3 separate regions of the Mus musculus genome follow, and regions 1 and 3 are each linked to region 2. A link is a contact called in public HiChIP or PLAC-seq and promoter capture Hi-C data. All regions are on one chromosome and are shown on one strand. Each heading gives the region's core, a stretch centred on a gene start, on an enhancer-like site or on the middle of the called end of the contact. The rest is flanking DNA. Distances are from core to core; before and after follow the strand shown.

What was found. Promoter capture Hi-C pulls out the DNA fragments that hold promoters and counts their contacts. HiChIP or PLAC-seq counts read pairs in DNA pulled down with a chosen protein or histone mark.
Region 1: a contact with region 2 is called in an H3K4me3 HiChIP or PLAC-seq map of craniofacial prominence, with 4 times the contacts expected there. The contact joins the promoter of Cd9 here to the promoter of Ntf3 in region 2. A contact is called at or near these places in 4 of 39 promoter capture datasets (embryonic stem cells, hippocampal neurons, liver and 1 more), 1 of 484 Hi-C or Micro-C datasets (embryonic fibroblasts) and 3 of 115 datasets of contacts at active chromatin or transcription factors (cardiomyocytes, craniofacial prominence and embryonic stem cells).
Region 3: a promoter capture Hi-C map of embryonic stem cells shows a contact between it and region 2, with 2.4 times the contacts expected there. The contact joins the enhancer-like site here to the promoter of Ntf3 in region 2. A contact is called at or near these places in 2 of 39 promoter capture datasets (embryonic stem cells and hippocampal neurons), 1 of 484 Hi-C or Micro-C datasets (uterus) and 2 of 115 datasets of contacts at active chromatin or transcription factors (craniofacial prominence and embryonic stem cells).

What each region holds. Positions count from the first base shown.
Region 1 is chr6:125,492,509-125,496,019 of GRCm38.p6, reverse strand. Cd9 (CD9 antigen) reads left to right here and starts at 1,260. Exons shown (of 8, transcript NM_007657.4): 1 at 1,260-1,446. The coding sequence starts at 1,381. It overlaps Gm26728 (a long non-coding RNA gene), which reads right to left and starts at 2,587. Exons shown (of 6, transcript XR_869432.2): 1 at 2,535-2,587; 2 at 119-256.
Region 2 is chr6:126,163,205-126,166,896 of GRCm38.p6, reverse strand. Ntf3 (neurotrophin 3) reads left to right here and starts at 1,937. Exons shown (of 2, transcript NM_001164035.1): 1 at 1,937-2,167. The coding sequence starts at 2,150.
Region 3 is chr6:125,571,611-125,574,958 of GRCm38.p6, reverse strand. All of the region lies in intron 6 of Vwf (Von Willebrand factor), which reads right to left. Among named protein-coding and RNA genes, the nearest start is that of Vwf, 20 kb to the right of the region's middle. Within about 2 kb of position 1,573, at least 343 of the 459 cell types and tissues checked have an H3K27ac peak or open chromatin away from gene starts, as enhancers often do. A contact at or near this core is called in craniofacial prominence, embryonic stem cells and uterus, where this site is marked.

The DNA.
Region 1 (3,511 bases), core at 11-2,510, 670 kb after region 2:
GAGCTGGGTTTGCTATGTGAAAAAGTTTCTTGTTTTTATTTTTTGTTTTTGGGGACCGGGTCTCCTGTGGCGTTGGCCTCCAACGTACTTTAACCCAGGAAAAAAAATTTTAACTCACATTCTTTTTGCTTTCTGATATTTTCTGATGTTTCTGTAATAAGTACGGTTTGCTTTTGCAATGAAGAATGCTAAGGAAACTTCCTGCAGGGGTGAGGAAGAGAAAACTGTAAAGGATATTGAGAAGGGCCTCTTCACCCTGTTGAAAAAATCAAGAAAGAATTTAGAGAGTCACAGAGCAGGACGTGGTGGCCTGAACCGCTCTGGCAGGAGGACTGGAGTTGAAGATAGCCTGAGCTACATAAGCAAATTCCGGGTCAGTAGGTCTACAAACGGCTAAATCCTACTTCAAAAGAAATGAAATCGCTGGGCGTATTGGCACATCCCAGCAGAGGCAGACAGATCTTTATGAGTTCAAGGCCAGCCTGGTTTACACAGGGCGTTCCAAGCCAGATAGGACAGCATAGTAAGACTCTGTCTCAAAATAATAATAGATTTAAATAAAAAAAATAATAAAGCACAATAGAATTTTCACAAGGAGGCAGGGCGGCCAGCATACACCCCTGCAGGCATGGAGGCGCAGCAGAGTAGGGGTGTGGCATCAGGTGTGGCAGGGAATGAACGGAGTAAATACAGGATGAAGAAGGGTTTCAACTCAAGTCTCTGAACGTAGAAAGTTTCTGAGCAAAGTAGAACTGCTCAGATTAGCACCTAGAACATTCTAGCGGCCACCGTGCTCAACTAAGTGCGTTCAGTCCAGAAAGGTTTACAAGGAGGTGTCAGAGAGAACGCAAGCCAGGCAAATAGGGGCTCGCAGACTTGCCTCGGGAATCTGAAAAGGTTCTTAAGATTACATGGCCCTTGGGGGTCTTCCAACGTGAGCTCTTATGCAGAGCCCAGGATGAACTAGGATGAACGGGAAAGGCGAGGCCGGCACTTAACTCCCCGTAAAAGAAGTCGGGTACGGAGGTCCGGAAAGACCCCGAGACGGTGGGAAGAAGGAAGATGGAGGGAAAGAGGATCTTAGAAACCAGACGGCAAAAGTTAGGTGCAGAGAGAGCTCTGCACTGAGGGTGAAACCGAAGTCCCAGAACCTGGGTCTGGGGAGGGGATTAGAGCATGGGCGGGGCAGGTGGGCCGGGGGGCGGGGTCGGCATCCCTCCGCACATGCGCATAGCAGCTGGCCGAGCGCCGTAAGGAGTGGCACTTTTTAAAAGTGGAGCCTCAGGCCAGCCCCTAGCCGCAGCGTGTCTCAGTCGGTTGTCGAGTCCCTTCTGTCCCAGTCGTTCGTGCCTCTTGTCCCACGCAACTCCAGCTTGTACCATGCCGGTCAAAGGAGGTAGCAAGTGCATCAAATACCTGCTCTTCGGATTTAACTTCATCTTCTGGGTGAGTGAGAGGCGACTGTCGGCGCGCTCCTCTCCGAGGCCACCTGTTCTCAGGCCCGAGACGGCGTCCGGGGCGGAGAGTGTCCCGGCGGCCGAGAGCGCCGGGAGCCGCTGGTACTGCGCGCGCCAGGCGGACTCCGGGCGAGTAGAGAAAGGCGCAGCGGCTGCCAGCTGGCCAGGCGGGACTGGCAGGTGGGCGGGAGGAGCAAGTGGGTGGGAGAGCCGAGGGTCCTGGTGGCTCCGGCTGTGCACTTCGCTCCCGGGTCCTTCTACCGCCGAGTATTTGAGATGGGCTCTGTGCCTGCTCCCACCCGGAGCACCCCCGAGTGTGAGAGAGGAGTGAGGGAGGAGCGGAGCAACCTTTTCGAGTAACTCGATGCCCTCCCCGGCCCGCAAGGCTCCTTGCCAGCAGGGCAGTCGAGCGTCTCCCACTTCGGTGGTCCCACAAGTGACAAGGGGTGCTACGGAGGGAGAGGAAGTGGGTGTGGGGAGTCTTCCCTGCACCTGGAGGTCGGACATTCCTTGTTTAGGACCTGAACTCTCAACTGAAAACGTCCATGCCTCTCTCTAAGCTACCTGAAAGACTAGATTGTCTTGATTCTTTTTCAAGAGCGATAACTATCTTGGCTGTAGAGAACTCTGGGAGAGTTAAGAGAAAAGAAGGCGGGGAAGGTGCCTATTGGCGCCTCTAGATGGGATAAATCCGGTGTTTCTGCATTTCCCAGGTAATCAGGTACTGCGGGCTTGAAGCCTCGCTCTAAAAATGTCCAGGTGGGGCCAAGGGGAATGGCCGTTCACCTGCAGAGGGTCCAGAGGCAGGTGCTAGTAGACTCTACAGATGGGCCTCTGGGTAGGGCAACAAGAGAGTGTCCACTCTCCCAAAACTCAGGGACAGAAGCAAGGAAATACACGGAAGACCCTTTTGTCCTGATTCTGAGAGGGCACACTCCCAAACACAAATGGACGGAATTTGCTCCCAGGCAATCAGGAAAGAGCTTAACTAGGCAACTCCTGTGCCACCAGAGACTTTGAACAACAACAACTAAAAAGTCCACTATTCCCTTTGGAGCTGGCCACCGGGATGCTCACCATCTTCCAGCAACTGTAAGGTTTAATACTCTCCAGGGTTGCTTGGAAGTGTTGCACAACCTGCAGAGACTGCCCTGGGTTTCTAGGAGCCACCACACCCATACAACTTAAGAGGATGTCAGAGGACATTCCCTGCTTGTGTTTCCCCAGTTCTGCAGACAGGCAGCCAGCTCCCAGGCTTGGCTTGGTCCACTCATCAGCTTGAGCGCTTTGTTACAAAACAAAGTCTGAAGGCAGCTGGCCCCACCCAACCCCGCCCTGTCCTTTGGGGAGTTTTCCTCCCTCTACCTTTTAGTCTCTTCCCTGCTAGTCTGTCGGTCAGTCCCCAGACGCCTGCATAGATGGTGTGAAAGTTTGGTGCTAAGGGGAAACCACATAGTTGCCTACATCTCCCATCTGCCCCCCATGGCATATGTATGTAAGGGGCTGAGAGGAGGTGCCCATGGCCACCCTATGTCTTCTCATTCTGTTGCCTGCTGGCCTACAGTCTGCCCATCTTGTCTCCTGCTGCCACTTCCGCTCCTATCCAGAACCCTGACAAGTTGCTGCTGGCTGACTCTGCCTCCTGAAGCAGGACAGTCTCACTCTAGAAGGGTTTGACTTTGGGGTTGGGAACTGCATTGGAGATTATGCACCAGCTGGAGGTGCTAGCTCTCGTGTCCACCGTGAGGAACCAGGGTGCCCAAGATCGCAAGCCGAGTTAGTACTGTAACCTCTGGGCCCCTTGTTTGCTCTCTTTACTCTCCTGTCTCTTACCATTAGGGAGGTGGGCGGTTTACTATGTTAATTATTGTTACCTGCCCTACCCTGGGCTCTAATAGGGACAGTCCTGTTACAATCTCTGTGCTAAGTATTTTACAGTCTCCAAAGGCCTCCCCAAGCTCCATGATATAACCAGAGAAAGAAACATTATTCCCATTTTGACCAGAAATCTTGCCCATGATAGGTTAAGTGCTAAAGGCAGGGTCAAGTGATAG
Region 2 (3,692 bases), core at 688-3,187:
GAGCTTGAGAAATGAGCCCCTAGAACTCCACTGGCAGAGAGACTGGCGGGAAGGGAGGGGGAAAGCAGGGGTGGGGGGAGGCAAGTGCGGGAAGTGGGGGAGGGCAGGGGCGGGCCAGAAGACCGCGAGAAAACCAGAACCTCACAGAGCACGCCCAAGCCAAACCTCCAAAGTGCTGTGTGGCAGGGTGAAGGGGAAAACTCTGCAGCCTGATCGGATCCGGAGGAAGAAGAAGATATTTTGGCAGGAGGGAAGTCCTTCAAAGGGATCGTTGGAGGTGACGTCCTTGGTGGGCCTCTGTGGGTGCTGCAGGCCATTTTCGATGTGGCAGCCCCCGTCAGCCAGGATAATGATGAGGCAGGTACAATCTATCTAGTATGCAGCCCCCGACTCTCCATCCTCTCTGGCCTCCTTTCGCCCCGCAGCTTCTCTCAGCCTTAACCGGTGGGTGCAATTCTGGCACTCCTGGGTGTGGACCAAACCTATGCATCTCCAAGGAATTTCCAGGTTTTGAACCTGGAACCTTGCTAAAGTACATTGCGAGTTGCTTATCAGACTTTATTAGGAGGCAAGGAAGAGGTGGACTATCAAATCGCCTCTCCTGCTGTGTGTGAGTCAAATGTCCTGACAGGAGGCAACTTGGAGAGTGGCAGAGGTGGGGGCGGGGGGAGGGGGCACTTGGACTTGAGTTCCACCTTGCAAGAATGGGGGAGGGAATGAAGGAGCAATGGTGTACTACTTTCTGGTTCTCCGGTTCCCCTTACCACTAGGATTCCCCCCTCCCCCTTCATTTCTCTTGGACCGCAGTTGAGCAAAATCTAGATGCTCTGACCACTGTAAAATCTGAGAGAATCAGCTCGGATCAAGTGTGTGTGTGTGTGGGGGGGGAATCTAATGAATAGCTAAAATAATCTACAAATAAGACCCTTGCCTCCACCCTGAGATCTTTTCCTCGAATGAATCTAGCGGTTGTGCAAGAGAGCGTCGCTACTTTCGGGGAGTCAGGAAGGGGTGCCTTGCTTGCCCTTTCTTCTGGGCAAATTGTTTTTGTACAAAGCGGCGAGTGCTGGGCAAATGCTCAGCTCCAGGGTCGGCTCCTACCTTGAAAGAAAGGGGTGGAGAAGTTAGGGAGTGTGTAGAACGTGGGGCTTTGGCTCATACCTCTCCTTTTCTTTCACGCACACTCTGCGCACACGCAAACCACCCCTTCCTCGGTTGCTTAGCACTCCCACCCTCACCGTACCTCAGCAACTTAACCTCCCTAGACAGCTTGAACTAACTGTGCCTTGTGAGCTGCCCCCAGGACTGAGGAGTTCGAGGGCAGGCAAGCAACTGTTCATGCGCAGATTCCTGTTGTTGTGAGGGCCTGGGGGGGCTGGGGGGGGGCTTAATAGGGGGTGGAGAGAGATCCAAAGACAGAAGGGTCTGAGGTTTGGAGACAGAGTTTAAGGTTGAGGTTCAAGCTTTCCTGAGCCAAGGGGCAAGAAAGGCCTTCATCTGCCTAGTTAGAAAGAAAGAAAGAAAGAAAGAAAGAAAGAAAGAAAGAAAGGAAGGAAGCCTTAAAAGAAAAAGTTCAAGAATAAGACAGATCGAAGATATTTACGTGTAAAATATAATGATAAATCAAACGTTTTTTGTTGGCTCCTTCTCCCCATCTCTAAAAGGGAAGGTCAAAAGAGGGGATAATGAAGAGTAGGCTATTTTGAGAGGGCTTATTTGTTGTTTGTTCGTTCGTTTGTTTTCCTTTGAAGTGGACTAGGAGAAATGACTAGGTCTTCCCATTGGTCTCGAGAGCAAACTCCAAAATGCCAGGGAGCGGGCCTGCAAGTCACTGCGGGCGGGGCTAGGGGGCTTGGCGCGGAAGGGGTTAAGGCGCTGAGCGCGGAGCCATCTGGCCGGGTTGGCTGGTTATAACCGCTCAGATTATGTTCACGGGACTCAGAGTTGAAGGCTCCTCTCCTTACCCAGCAGCTCCGCGCACCGCCCCGCGAGATAGCCCGGCGCAACTTTCTTCCCTCTTTCTTTCTTCCCCTCGTTTTTTCCCACCGCTGGGTAGTGGCTGCGGCAGGGGTGGGCGAGACTGAATGACCGAACTCGAGTCCACCTTTCTCTTCATGTCGACGTCCCTGGAAATAGTCACACGGATGCCATGGTTACTTCTGCCACGGTAAGGGGACGTGGCGGGCACGTTGGGTGGGCAGGTCCCGGAGGGGGTGGGGGAATCGCGTGGGGGAGATTTTCTTGGGGATCCGCGTGGGGGGCCCCAATTCTGCACCCAGCCCCACCCCCATCGCGCAACACGCTAACTTTTCGGTTCTTGTGCCTTCCCCAAAGTTTGAGCTCGAATCTGCCCAGGCCTAGGCGCAATTACCACCACCCTCCTTCCACATGCATGCACACTTGTGCGCGCGTGGATATGGCTCTCCTCCTCCTCCTCCTCCTCCTCCTCCTCCTCTTTTCTCTAGTCCCCTGGCTGCTCAAGAAACCGCCCTCAGTCTGGGAAAGTGATCAGGTTTAACAAACCTGCATTGGGAAGGGAAGGAGGTGGAGGCGAGGGAAAATGGGGACCACGAAAAGGCAAGAAAGGGATTCTGGACATCACCATCCTACTCCACCTCATGCATACACACCTCCGACCCTCCTATCTGGTTCCCCCAGAAGACTCCCGCGCATCCTATAATAAAAGCGGGTAGCAGACAAAAATGGGGCTTGGAAGAGACCAGGATCCCGGCTTGTGCCCTGCACCCCGCTGGCCACCGGGCAACGTTCATCAGCTCCAACACACAGCCCGGCAGGGCGTGGGCTGGGGGAGGGGCTGCAAAGCTCAGGACCCGCACCGTCACTTCTCAGGTTGGGGGGAGTTGGGACTTAAGCCCAACAGTGCGTATCTGCGTTGTTGTCCCACATAAAGCTTTTTCTCTGAGAGGGTCCCTAGCTCTGGGCTACTCTGGCCAGCGCCAACCCAATGGCTTCCCACCCTGGGTCTTCGCGCAGATGTTGGAGCTAGCGCTCAGCCTGTGGGTCTGGGACCCGGCCATGGAACGGTGGGTACCGGGGTGGGGCCATCGGTAGGGATTTGGTGCCAGTTTCTCGGAGTCCTTTTTAGGGTTCCCACCCCCGCCCCAAGAGGTAGTATGGGAAGGGTCCAGAACATCAGAGACCCTCAGAGTTAGGTCGGAGTTAAAAGAACACATAGCAAACTGGACTGTTTCCTGCTGCCACCAAGGCGCTCTGCACAGTGGTGGATACTTCTAATGAAATTTGGCACTCTTGAAGGTGTGGAATGGGAGGGCTGGGGAGGACTTTTTTCCTTGTCGCTTTCGGGAGTGAGTGGGTGTGCATCCAAGAGGCGCTACTGCTTTGCGCAATTTTGGCGTTCTTCCGCGGCGTTCAGATGCACCTTCCTGGGACTCCAGCACCGAATGGTGTGGACACAGTTGATTAGAGAGGTCGCAGGCGGGAACTGGAATCGAGGCTCCCGTATTCCAGGTCTGGGAAGCACCCACCGGATTGACCCCGACCTCTGGCGGCCGGCGGGTAGCAGGTTGAGAGTCTGAGTGGCGGCTGCTCTAGGACGCGGTCCCAGCCAGAGCAGGCGGCTTGCTAGCTAGTGAGCTGGAGCCCCTGAGCCGGGACTTGTTTATGAGTGTGAAGAGGTTGGGGGCGGGGACCTGCTGGGGGAGGGGAAGGGA
Region 3 (3,348 bases), core at 324-2,823, 590 kb after region 2:
TGCTGTGGAGGAGACTGACCGACTATGGAATCAGGGCTCACACACCAGCCCAGAGCAACTGGCCCAGAGGGGTCCTAGACTCCAGTATTCAGGGACATGGATAGACACACAGAGCTCTAACTTCAAAGGAGCATAAACTAATGGAGTGTGCTCTCTCAGGAAGCTGAGGAGCCAGCTAGAGCTGAGCTGTGCATGAAGGCCAGAAAGAGCCTAGCAAGCCTATTCTAAGGCCTTGACTCTTAAAGCCAAGATCAGAACACATCCAGCCCATCTGGCTGTTGTTCACAGAGCACCTTCCCGCAGGGGGTAGGGGGATGTAGAGGTAACTTTGAGAATCTCATCCAGTGCTTCAGTGTTTGTGAGCCTGGGATTCCTAACGTTGATGAAAATCCATTTCTCCCAATCCTGACTCATCTGACGATGCTGCTACCACTGGATTACTCCCCTGCTGTGGCTCAAGTAAAAATTAGCAGCAACCACACTTGGGATTCCCAGTAACTGAACACTTGGGATTCCCAGTAACTTGGCAGTTGGTCATCGTGAAGACAAACTCTTAGGAATTACAGGGAGAGATCTCTTGGTGCCAAGCATGGACGTGTCCTCATGCTCTTGACAGCAGTAGCAAAGGCAGGAGCCAATCTTGTCACACTGGGGAATGTGACCTGAGAGTGGTGATAATGGCTTCGGTGACTCCCAGGCTAGTCCAAAGTCACCAAGTGCGGTGACAGGCTACACTATGACCAACGGTGATGTGCCAAGTGGCTGACACTTACATAGTGGGCCTTAGCATCACCCGCAGATCTGTATATCGTGGGACGTGCAGTGGTTGTGTTCACTGTGGTAGGTTTCCATCAGTGACAGGAGATTGCCTTGGGAAAGGAGTGTCTTTTTCCATAGCTAGAATGACCACTCTGTGGGCTAACAGCAACCCTATGGGGCTTTCGGCTTCAAATTACAGGCAGGACACAGGACCAAAGCTACTATCCCTTTGTGAAGTTCAGCCCTTCCCCCATGCTCCCCAGACTTCATTTTACAAAAAGAGAAAGGCTAAGGATCTCTCTAAAAAGCATGTGTTGTGTGGTAGCTGTGAGCAGATGAGCATCACTTAATCTGGACATTTATGGCTTGGGCTCCAGGCTCAGCTGGAAAACAAAAACAAAACTAAAACTGCAAACGATGAGATCCAACAAGCCATTATCGGTCCCAGCAGAGAGAGGCTGTGGGTCTGTTGGTACAACAGGCAAACGTTCCTCCCCAAGGTATAAGAATTATGACCAGGCTCCCTGAAAGAGCTACAAAAATCAGGAGAAAAGAGAGGTGACTGGTTCTGACAGCTAACCAAAGCAGTTGTACACTAGTGCAGCCTCCCTGAGAACGCTCAACCATTCCAACTGGCTCCTGAATCCAAAACCCCGCTGCTAAAAGACTCCCAGTTAGCAGACCCAATATCTAAGCGTGGGGCCCAGCGGGAGCAAAAACTTACAAGAGGCCACATTAATCACCTCCCAGGAGATGAGTCACTGCGCATCCCAGCCAATGAGGGATCCCGGCTGTGAGCAAACACGATCTGATTGGCTAAGGGCAGAATACAGTTCTCTAGGTAAACAAACTGAAACTCTGAACTGTGAGTGCTGGACTTGAAGGAGTTCGTGCCTCAGGGAGGTGTGTTTGGAGCCTCAGTCCCGAACCAAGAACCACGTTCTTCAGCTGTTCCCAGGATGCTGGTTAAAGCACCCGGGAGACAAAGTGAGTAGGGACATACAGCTGGAGCCTTAAAATGTGTCCCCGCAGACTTAGCAAAGCTGCATCCGTGCTTTGTCTTCCTTGAACAAAGCACCCAGTCTTTCCCTCCTCAACTCACCCTCAGTATCAGGTTCTCTCCAGAAAAAGTCTGTCTGTACCTCCCACTAACGCCACATCAAAGGGTTTGTTCCTTGATACTCTGAGGGTGGGCAGCATCTGCCAAGCCCTTGCTGTTTGCAGCCTGTGTTTGCAAAGCCAAACAAAACAAAATATGCTCGGCGGGACCTGTTGCTCTCAGCCTCGCCTTGAAGGGAGGGAGAGGGAATGCCACCAACCAAACACAGAACTCTAATTTAGAAACCCAAAGGGGGAAGTGAGAAAAGTCTCTCGTGCACAGTACCTTGGATGGATTTCTTTTGAAATCTGTCTGTTGGTCAAGCATCTCTAGAGGAAGGGCATGCCTGTCTCACTTGCCTATTTGGATGTGCTCTGGACATCTCATTTTCCAAACCCACAGGCTGATGTGACGGAGGCAATTCCTCATCTGAGGTTCCCTTTTCTAGGTGACTCTAGTTTGTGTCAAGCTGAAAAAAAACTGACCAGCGCACCCAACTATGGGGGAGAGAATCTCAACGGTTTGTCTTTAAAAGGACAAATGTCAGCTATCTCAAGCCCTGGGAAAGAGGAAATCCCCCTTCTGCACAAAGCACGGGCCTCTTGGCGCTCAGTCTGGAGCTTAAGTCTGCCCTTGTTAGCAACCGTGGCCACGTGCCAGGCAACTACCCAGCGGGCCTTGCGCCGCTGAGTCACTGGAAGCACAAGGGCAAAAAAATGGCTTTTGGGATGTCTTTTGTTTACAAGTTGGAAGTTGTGTGCTTAAGAGTTGAGGCCGTATGTGTTCACTGATAAGTGGATATTAGCCCCAAACCTAGGATACCCAAGATATAAGATATAATTTGCTAAACACATGAAACTCAAGGAGAATGAAGACTGAAGTGTGGACACTATGCCCCTCCTTAGATTTGGGAACAAAACACCCATGGAAGGAGTTACAGAGACGGAGTTTGGAGCTGAGATGAAAGGATGGACCATGTAGAGACTGCCATAGCCAGGGATCCACCCCATAATCAGCATCCAAACGCTGACACCATTGCATACACTAGCAAGATTTTATTGAAAGGACGCAGATGTAGCTGTCTCTTGTGAGACTATGCCGGGGCCCAGCAAACACAGAAGTGGATGCTCACAGTCAGCTAATGGATGGATCATAGGGCTCCCAATGGAGGAGCTAGAGAAAGTAGCCAAGGAGCTAAAGGGATCTGCAACCCTATAGGTGGAACAACATTATGAACTAACCAGTACCCCGGAGCTCTTGACTCTAGCTGCATATATATCAAAAGATGGCCTAGTCGGCCATCACTGGAAAGAGAGGCCCATTGGACTTGCAAACTTTATATGCCCCAGTACAGGGGAATACCAGGGCCAAAAAGGGGGAGTGGGTGGGCAGGGGAGTGGGGGTGGGTGGATATGGGGGACTTTTGGTATAGCATTGGAAATGTAAATGAGTTAAATACCTAATAAAAAATGGAAAAAAAAAAAAAAGAG